Linked DNA regions of Mus musculus: region 1 is linked to region 2. Evidence: chromatin contacts called from public HiChIP or PLAC-seq data. All regions are on one chromosome and are shown on one strand. Each heading gives the region's core, a stretch centred on a gene start, on an enhancer-like site or on the middle of the called end of the contact. The rest is flanking DNA. Distances are from core to core; before and after follow the strand shown.

The links. HiChIP or PLAC-seq counts read pairs in DNA pulled down with a chosen protein or histone mark.
Region 1: a FOXA1 HiChIP or PLAC-seq map of pancreatic cancer cells shows a contact between it and region 2. The contact joins the promoter of Fndc11 here to the promoter of Pcmtd2 in region 2. A contact is called at or near these places in 1 of 39 promoter capture datasets (embryonic stem cells), 1 of 115 datasets of contacts at active chromatin or transcription factors (pancreatic cancer cells) and 3 of 9 other capture datasets (adipose tissue, liver and pancreatic islet).

The regions. Positions count from the first base shown.
Region 1 is chr2:181,218,700-181,222,549 of GRCm38.p6, reverse strand. It overlaps Fndc11 (fibronectin type III domain containing 11), which reads right to left and starts at 2,516. Exons shown (of 2, transcript NM_001379472.1): 1 at 2,416-2,516; 2 at 101-1,156. The coding sequence starts at 1,146. The coding sequence ends at 148.
Region 2 is chr2:181,836,350-181,840,628 of GRCm38.p6, reverse strand. Pcmtd2 (protein-L-isoaspartate (D-aspartate) O-methyltransferase domain containing 2) reads right to left here and starts at 2,775. Exons shown (of 7, transcript NM_153594.3): 1 at 2,645-2,775.

The sequences.
Region 1 (3,850 bases), core at 1,267-3,766, 620 kb after region 2:
GACAGAAGGCAAAGGGGTTCTGGGACTTGTGGGGTGTAGGGCCATCAGGAAAACACATAGCTGCTACTTTCTTAAGGCCTAAGTAGGGTTGTGTCTTTAATTTGGTGTGTGTATACTCCTCTTTATTAGTGGATAAATATTAGAAAATCATCTCTCAGAAGGTGTGGTCAGGGGCAGGCTGGGCTTACCCAGCCTGGGGGCAGGCCCCTCAGGGGGTCCTGGCGTGGTCTGCAAGGTGAGGCTGTCCCGCCAGGGCTCATAGACCAGGGTGTAGCTTTCTGCCCTCTTGATAGTGAACTTGTAGGTACGGTTGGGCAACAGGTTGTGGACATCAAAGGTGCAGGCAGCCACAGGGACTATGCCACACTGTGTACACTCCTGTTGTGTCCTGGGCTCCAACAGCTTGAAGCGCAGTTCATACTGCTCTGGTGCTGCCGGCTGGATGGTTACAAACCAGCGCAGGCTGACCCAGTCCTGATGCGCCACTGACTCCTTCCGGTCGAACATAACTGGCATCTTCGTGCTCAGCATAAGCCGGATGTGTGGGATTTTGGTGGCTCCAATGTCAGATACCAGGCGGTGCTTGACATGCAGGTGTCCTGGTACCATCATGGCCAGGAAGTTGTCCATGACAACTGATAGGTCTGCCAACTGCTGTTCCACAAGCCCCCAGCCTGCCAGGAAGGGCCGTGGGTCAGGGGCCTCAAGTAGGGCATCCAGTGCTGCCCGGCCATGGTCCAGCTGCTCCAGCAGGTCCCCAAGCAGGAGGAGCTGGATCTTGGTCTGTGCTGTGCCCACCTTCTTCATGCGCTGGAACTTCCAGGGATCAATGAGCTGGAACATGGTGTTAGGTAGCACCAGCGGGTTCTGGTCACCCAGGGCCAGGTGCTTAGGGAGAATCTCAATGTAGTAGGAGCACTTCTTGAGCAGCTGCATGCGGGCATGGTGGCGCTTGAGCAACTGGGGGCTCAGGTCTGTGGTCAGGAACTCACGCAGCACGTTGCGGCGCTCCATGTATGTCCTCCAAGCCTCTGGCTCCAGCAGCTGCTGGTCCTCTGCCTCCTCCACCTCCTCTGCGTCCAGGAAGGAATGTGGACTGTCCAGCTTCATTTTGTCCAGGGCCAGGCCTGTCACCTGGAAGTTCATTGTCTGGGAGCTGAGGGTAAGAACTAGGCATCAGCTGTGACCGTCAGATTGGCTCTGCCCCTCATCAGCCTCTGCCCCATAATGGCTTTTGCTCTCCCCTGGGACACAGCTTTCTGATCAGAGACCCCTGGAGGGGACAGAATAGTGGGCTGGGTACTGGGCAAAAGCAGATGATAAACGGGAAACTTCTATCAAGGGGCCAATAGTATTTTGTGGCGATGAGCTAATGGGGCTTATCAGACAGAGTGGGCTACAGGGACCAGAGTAGCCTGGGGAGAAGCTCTGGGATGTTGATTAGTTTTGAGACAGATCATAAGTCTCAGGTTCCTCACCTAACACAGGTCTGTGCCCAAGCTTAGGGTGATTCCCCATGCTTCCCAGTACTCTCCAGAGACCAGGTACACTGCAGGGGTGCAATGCTCAGGGACCAGGCTAACCAAAGACAAGACTCTACATCATCCTCACATAAAGGGGGGGGGGGGGACCTTGTGTGGCTAAGAACAGGGTAGATCCTCTCCCACCATCTCACAGATGGGGGTTGGGGGGAGTCTAACGCTAAAGCTTGTTAGGTTGGTCTTCCTTCATGGTCACTTTTGATTTTGACAGAACATCTCAGTCTGTTGTTCAGGCTGCCCTCCAACTCCTGTGCTCAAGCAGTCTTGGGACTCCAGGGGTGTATGCTCCTGTACCCAGTTTATCCCAAAGCTGGAACTGTTGACTCCAGAGTCAGCCCTCCTCTCCTTGTCCCCATACCTTTCCCCCAAATCTGGTTGTCTGTGGAGAGGCTGGTGTGCCACAAAGCCCAGTAGCCAGAGATCCCTGGAGAAGGTACCAACCTCCTGCTAGCTGTCCCTGGCACTGGGCCAGTGGCTTCACTTGGAAATCTCAGTTTGTGGAAACTGGGCTTGGATGAGCAAGAAACAGAGCTAAGAGACTGGATGACTACCTCAAAACCACACAGCTGGATAGTAAGATTGATCATGTCCCAAAGACTAATTCAAAGTGATTTGTGTGAATGGTGGTGCGTGCCGGGGGTGGGGGGTGGGGGGGGTTAGAACAGGCATCTGAGACAGCAGAGAATGGTTCCTGGCTGAATGCTAGCTGAGATCAGGGCCCCAAGACCCTGAGTCAACAGTTCATGGCCGCTAGAAAGCTCAATGGAAGTCTCCATAACTACTTCCCCATCTAAGCTATTCTATCACCCCTCCCCCTCCGTGGAGACTACCCACCCCGAGCTTCTGGGCACACCTCCTAAACTCCTCTACCTACCACTCCTCTTCCGGATCACCTCCGTGAGCCCCAGCCCCGCTCTGCAAGTGCCTGGCCGCCCGCTTCCTGTGCGGAGCCCAGCCAGAGCTGCAGGGTGCACTGCCAGATCCGCTCCCCCTGCCAAAGGCCTACTTGTTGCCATGGGAACCACTGGCCCTTGTGACGCTGTGCACATCCGGCCCAGGTGTAAGGAGCTCTTGATTTGAAGGCTAAATTTTGATATACGGCAGCAGCGATTTATGTCCAGGGCCTCACGGACTCGAAACAAACTCAACTTCAGCCCGCGCCACGGGCTAGTGGAATTGTTCCTCGGCATCGTGTTTCGCAGCAGTCCAGGAGCCTGCGGTGGCTGGGTCAGCAGCTTGGCTTGCAATGGGATTCTATGCAACGCAGGAAACTGGTGTCTTTGAGTGGGACAGAGCTGGCTGCTGGGACTCAAGAAGCCAGCAGATGCCAGTGGAGTGCAGGGAAGGGCCACCTGTTTGACATTCCAAGCCAAGCAGCCGCCTATGGGTCTCAAAGACGATGAGAAAGGAAGTGATATAGCAGCAGATGGCTAGGATCTCCTTAGCAAGCAGTCAGCAAGGTGAAGGGGTCTGGTTTTCCCAGGCCTCCAGAAACTCATGCCCTGTCCCCTCCAGTCTGAATAAACGGAGTCCATAGCTCTAGGAATCCTCAAAGGAATCCCCAAGTTGCAGTCTCATACTCCAAACTGGGCTTTGGACCCCTAGATTTAACACCCAGGTCCTTCCTCTTTATGAGCTAGCTTGGGGTTACTCCTAGCAAGGGTCTCAGGGTCTCAGCCACCTGAAAGCTGCTGACTCTTTTCCACTCGGTCAGTCCTTCTAGATTGGGTTTGTCTGGACTGAGTTACCTGGTTGTAACTCAAGTTTGCTACCAACTTGAATTATAGCTAGAGCTCCCAGCCCTCCTGATGGCATCTGACGGTGCTGGGGAATAGTTTTCCTATCTGTCAACCTATATTGGCTACAGACCTCAGAGGCCCCAGAGGGGGAGGGGGAGGAGGGAGAAGCGATGGGTGCTGGCTCTGTGCTCATCTAGGCTAGTTAGTCATGGTGGCCAGTTTGAGGGAGAAAGGGATGCCATCTGAAGGTCCAGGAGGGAAACTGGCCCCTGGGGAGTAGAAGAGAATAAAAAGCAGCAGGAAGAATACCAGCGCCCAGCTCTTCCTCAGGAAGGAGATGGGTGAGGCTCACTACCCTGTTCTTAGGGGTTGGGCTTGCTCTGGGTCTGTGAAAGCTGCTCTGCTCCACTTGATCGGTCTTTTTTTTTTTTTTTCCCAGTCCTAGTTTTAAAATTTTTAATTTTTTAGATTGATTTTTATGTATATGAGCATTTTACCTGCATGCCTGGTTCCCACAGAAGGCTGGTACCCACAGAGGTAGGAAGAGGACATTGGATCCCCTGGAACTGG
Region 2 (4,279 bases), core at 1,526-4,025:
CCATCCTCTTCACCCTATCCCAGTTCTATAAATTAATCTTCAGCAGGTACCACATTAGATATATTTCATTTGTACTAGACATTTATGTTACTGAATTTTTTTACTGAAGTAAAAGCTAATTCCACATTAAAAGAATTCCAGTAATAATAATAATAATAAAAATCAGCCACCTGTTTTTATAGCTACTACCTACCAGACAGCACTACATTGAACATCAGAAGGTAAGGCAAGCTGGTCTGAGTTACTAAACTGCTCACAGTCACAGACTGCCAGAGGAGCTGTGGTAAAACCAGCACTGTTTAGCCAAAGGCTTTTGTTTTGTACACAATATGGATACAGGTGTTAAAGACTCACAAAAGAACACCATTCTTTGTTAACTTCTTGTTAATACTTTGATAATCAAGTATAATGTGCATTGTGTTGGTAAACTGTCATATGCTGTTTAAGTCTGTTGAAAGTGGATGATGAGAGTGAGGACTCTCCTGTACCAACGCCAGTATGTTTGTTTCTAGTAGTCTCCAAATGTTCTCCAAAGTACCTCTTCCTGGAGCTTGGTGGGTACCTAATTCTATGATGGGTGAAAGGAAGAACAAAACAGCGCAAGAGTAAAACAATTTGTCCTTGAGAATAGCTAAAAGACTAGCCATTTACAAGACTGTTTATTGCATGGTATAAAAATGCCTTGGTAGAAACAAGAAACCAGAAGTTCAGCCATGGCAATCTCAAACATGGAGAGAAAAGAAAGTTCAATTGGTAACTCCAACCGACAGCCTCAACTTCTCCAGTTGATTTCTACTAGATGACTGTAAGTGCCCAACTTGATGATGTTATCTATCTACTATCTATCTATCTATTTTTCTTAACTTGGAAGCTTCACTTGGGTTCTCTATCAGGAATTTCAAATGGCTGCTTCAAATGGAATTTTCGCAGATGATTTCTGCTGTTACCTTTTGTTTGGTCTCTCAACTGTGCTATCCCAGTCATCCCTACTAAAGTGAATACTCAACTTGATGTTTTCTATCAACTACTTCTGTTACTAACTAGTTCTTTTACTTTTGCTTGCTATATATACTTAATAAATTCACTCATTTAAAACAGAAAGTGTGACTATTGTAGATCATTCTCTAGACTACACAGAACACCAAGGTAGCCCTATCAATTGCTTTTGGTGGAGAGTGGGTGAATAATGATAGAGTGTGGTACTTAGTATTAGCTTTGTCTGACAATCTAATATTGCCTTGCATAGAAGCATCACTACTTGCTGCTGAGATAGATGTGATCAGTCACCATGTCAAAAGAAAGAAAGAAAGCCCTAAAACATACTTGAAAATACTCTCTCCAAACCAAACAGTATCACTGCACAAGAATGCAGTGCAGTAGATTCCAACTGAAAGCAAAGAACTATTTTTTAGGAGATTGTCCTTCCTTTACTACCCTACGATACACACTTTGCTACTTGCTGTAATGCTTATTACAGTTCCCATTCAGAACTGATTAGCACAGGCCAACAGAAGAAAAGGGCATAGGAAAAAAACTGAGCAGCACAGGACCCCAAGTGGACAACAACAACACAAGTGAAGCTGGACTAAAGAACCCTGTTTCATATCTATACTGCGTTTGAAAAAACTGCGACAGCTGGCCCACAGTCAAGTGGATGTCACTTTCTTAGGGGATACCTTGCTAGGAACATGTATTCTAAACCATCATCCTGCCAGCAGAACGAGGAAAATAGCCAAGGCTTCTTGTCTTGAAAACCAGAACTCTTGGAGGGTGTGCCTCAAATGCATATCACTTGTGGTCTGCATCTGAATGAAAGCTGACCAGTAGTATGTACTGACTAGGGACAATTCCTACTGTTTCGTGCGTGGAAAAGCTTTGGGACTAACCGAAATTAAAAAAAAAAAGAAAAGAAAAGAAAAAAAGAAAAATGAGTCCCTTCTCCCAAGTCTCCCAGCAAGGTCTCAGAGGAGGATGGAGAAAAGCCAGGGCAAAAGGAGAGACCAAATGCCACCACCTCAAGAGGGCCCACTTCAATTCCCTTTATATATAATCAGTGCTGAGCCTCTTAAATACCTCGTTCTAGAGACAACCTACCAGACGTAATGGAGCCCACTTTAGCAATGTCTTCAATAAGAACAGAGAACAACAGTGCAGGGCCCAAGAGAGCAGAGGGCAGATACTCAAGATGACGGAGTTGATGGCAGAGGCACAGGCCTAATAAAGAAACAAAGGGTCCAGGCCCCAGGGGTTCTCTCCAGCTACTTTAGATCTTTCCCCAAAGGGGTCTTTTTTTTCTCCTCTGTAGGATACTCTGCCTTCTTCCCAATATCCACCCTAGGTATAATTTGTTTCAATCATGGTCAATGCCCGACTTGCCCTTGAGCTAATTGCAAACATTTCCTACTTAATTAGAAATAGGTTGTAGAACTAGAGCAATCAGATCCCAGAATTAGCAACAGGCGGGGGGTGGGGGGGCACGCTGGAGGGGAGGGAGGTGCTGGGCAGGGAGATGGGGGGGCGGGGGTGACAGGCGCTGGGGTTCGAAACTCTCGGAGATGGTAAGATACACGGACGCTGGGGAACGGGTAACCAGAGCTGGAGAAGGGATATGGAGGGAAGGGCCGAGGGGCAGAGACGGCTCTACCTCGGCGCTCAGCAGCCCCCGTATTGAGTCTCGGAGAGCAGTTCTTCAGACGCTTCTGTCGCTTCGGACGGACCTCAGCCGCTGTAAACATCCGCTGCTACCTCTGCGCGTGCGCGGGCTCTACCTGAACTGAGCATGTGCGGTTGGAGGACACTCTTAAAGGGGCAACGGCACAGCCCACGAGCCTGCCACTTTCCACCCACTGGTTTGAGTTAAGTGTGTCCCTGCCTGATTGGTCAGTCACTAGGTGGTCTCCGAGCATATCCCGGCCTAATGATATGAGAAGATGCTGGCGTGTCGACGGGAGAAGGGCATTTTGCCTGCTTATGTCCACTCAAGGACAAAGCCCCCACAGTAGAAAAGGCAGGAGTTAAGAAACAAGAGTGATAGATTGGGTCCACTCTCCTGCAGGAGTTACAACACAAATGACTGCCGGCCCTGACCCTGCCAGGCTACCTGGTCCAGGGGATGGCCATCTGCACACTTGAACCTTGAACCAGCAGTTCTGGCCACTTCTAAGAAACCTACAAAATAGACCAAAGTCTAAGTGATCTTTAGGGCTACCTTTCAAGATTGTTCTGAGTTTTTGTTCTATTTCATTGGGATTGCACATCTCCTCTATACTGCTTGGAGGGTACATGTTGAAGGAAGTAGTGTCAAGAAGGAAGGAGTCTGGACGCCTGAGTCAATAGCTGTAAGAAAGTCACTCAACCTGCAGTTGATTGTGGTACGAATGAGGAGAAAATGATTCTACTATTTTTTAAAGTTTGCGTGGGAAGGCTAAAGACCCGAACTAGATAACACAATATTGATCAAAAACAAAACAAAACAAAAGTATAGGCCTAACAACATCTGATTTCATGACTTACTATTAAAATTACAGTAATCAAGAGTCATATGGGGGAAATAAATTGATGCTATCAAATACAAAACTTAGGTTAGAGCTATACAAATATAGTAAACTCACCTTTGATAAGAGAACAAATACAATTCAATGGAGGAGTGCTGGTCTTTTCAACAAAAGATGCTGGAATAATTAGACATCCACGTGTAAAAATAATAGAGACATAGCTCTTCCAAATTTGATTTCCAGTACCCAAGACACTTGGCCTTTGCAGGCACTCAGGCATGTGCACACACACACACACACACACACACACACACACACACTTAAAGGTAAAATATATCTTTTTAACACTGGCATCATTTCTCTGTAAAATATACTGTCAGAAGAATAAAAAGGTAAGACATAGACTGAAAAACAATATTCCCAAAACACATATCTGATAAAGGATTTCTAAAAATCCTTAAAACTCAACAATAAGAAAATAAACAGCACAAATAGAAACGGGAAAAAGCTATGAACATATGACTCAGCAAAGGAAATATACAGATGGCAAATGAGCATATGAACATATCAACATAATTTGTCATTAGGTGATGCAGATTTATAAAACAATGAGATATCAATACACACCTATTAGAATAGCCAAAATTTATAAAATCTATAATTCACCAAATACTGGTGAGGATGTAGAGCAACAGCAGCACATCACTTTCATTGCTGGTGGGAATGAGCAATAATAAAGATACTCTGGAAAATAGTTTGTCAGTTTGCTACTGAACTAAGCAACG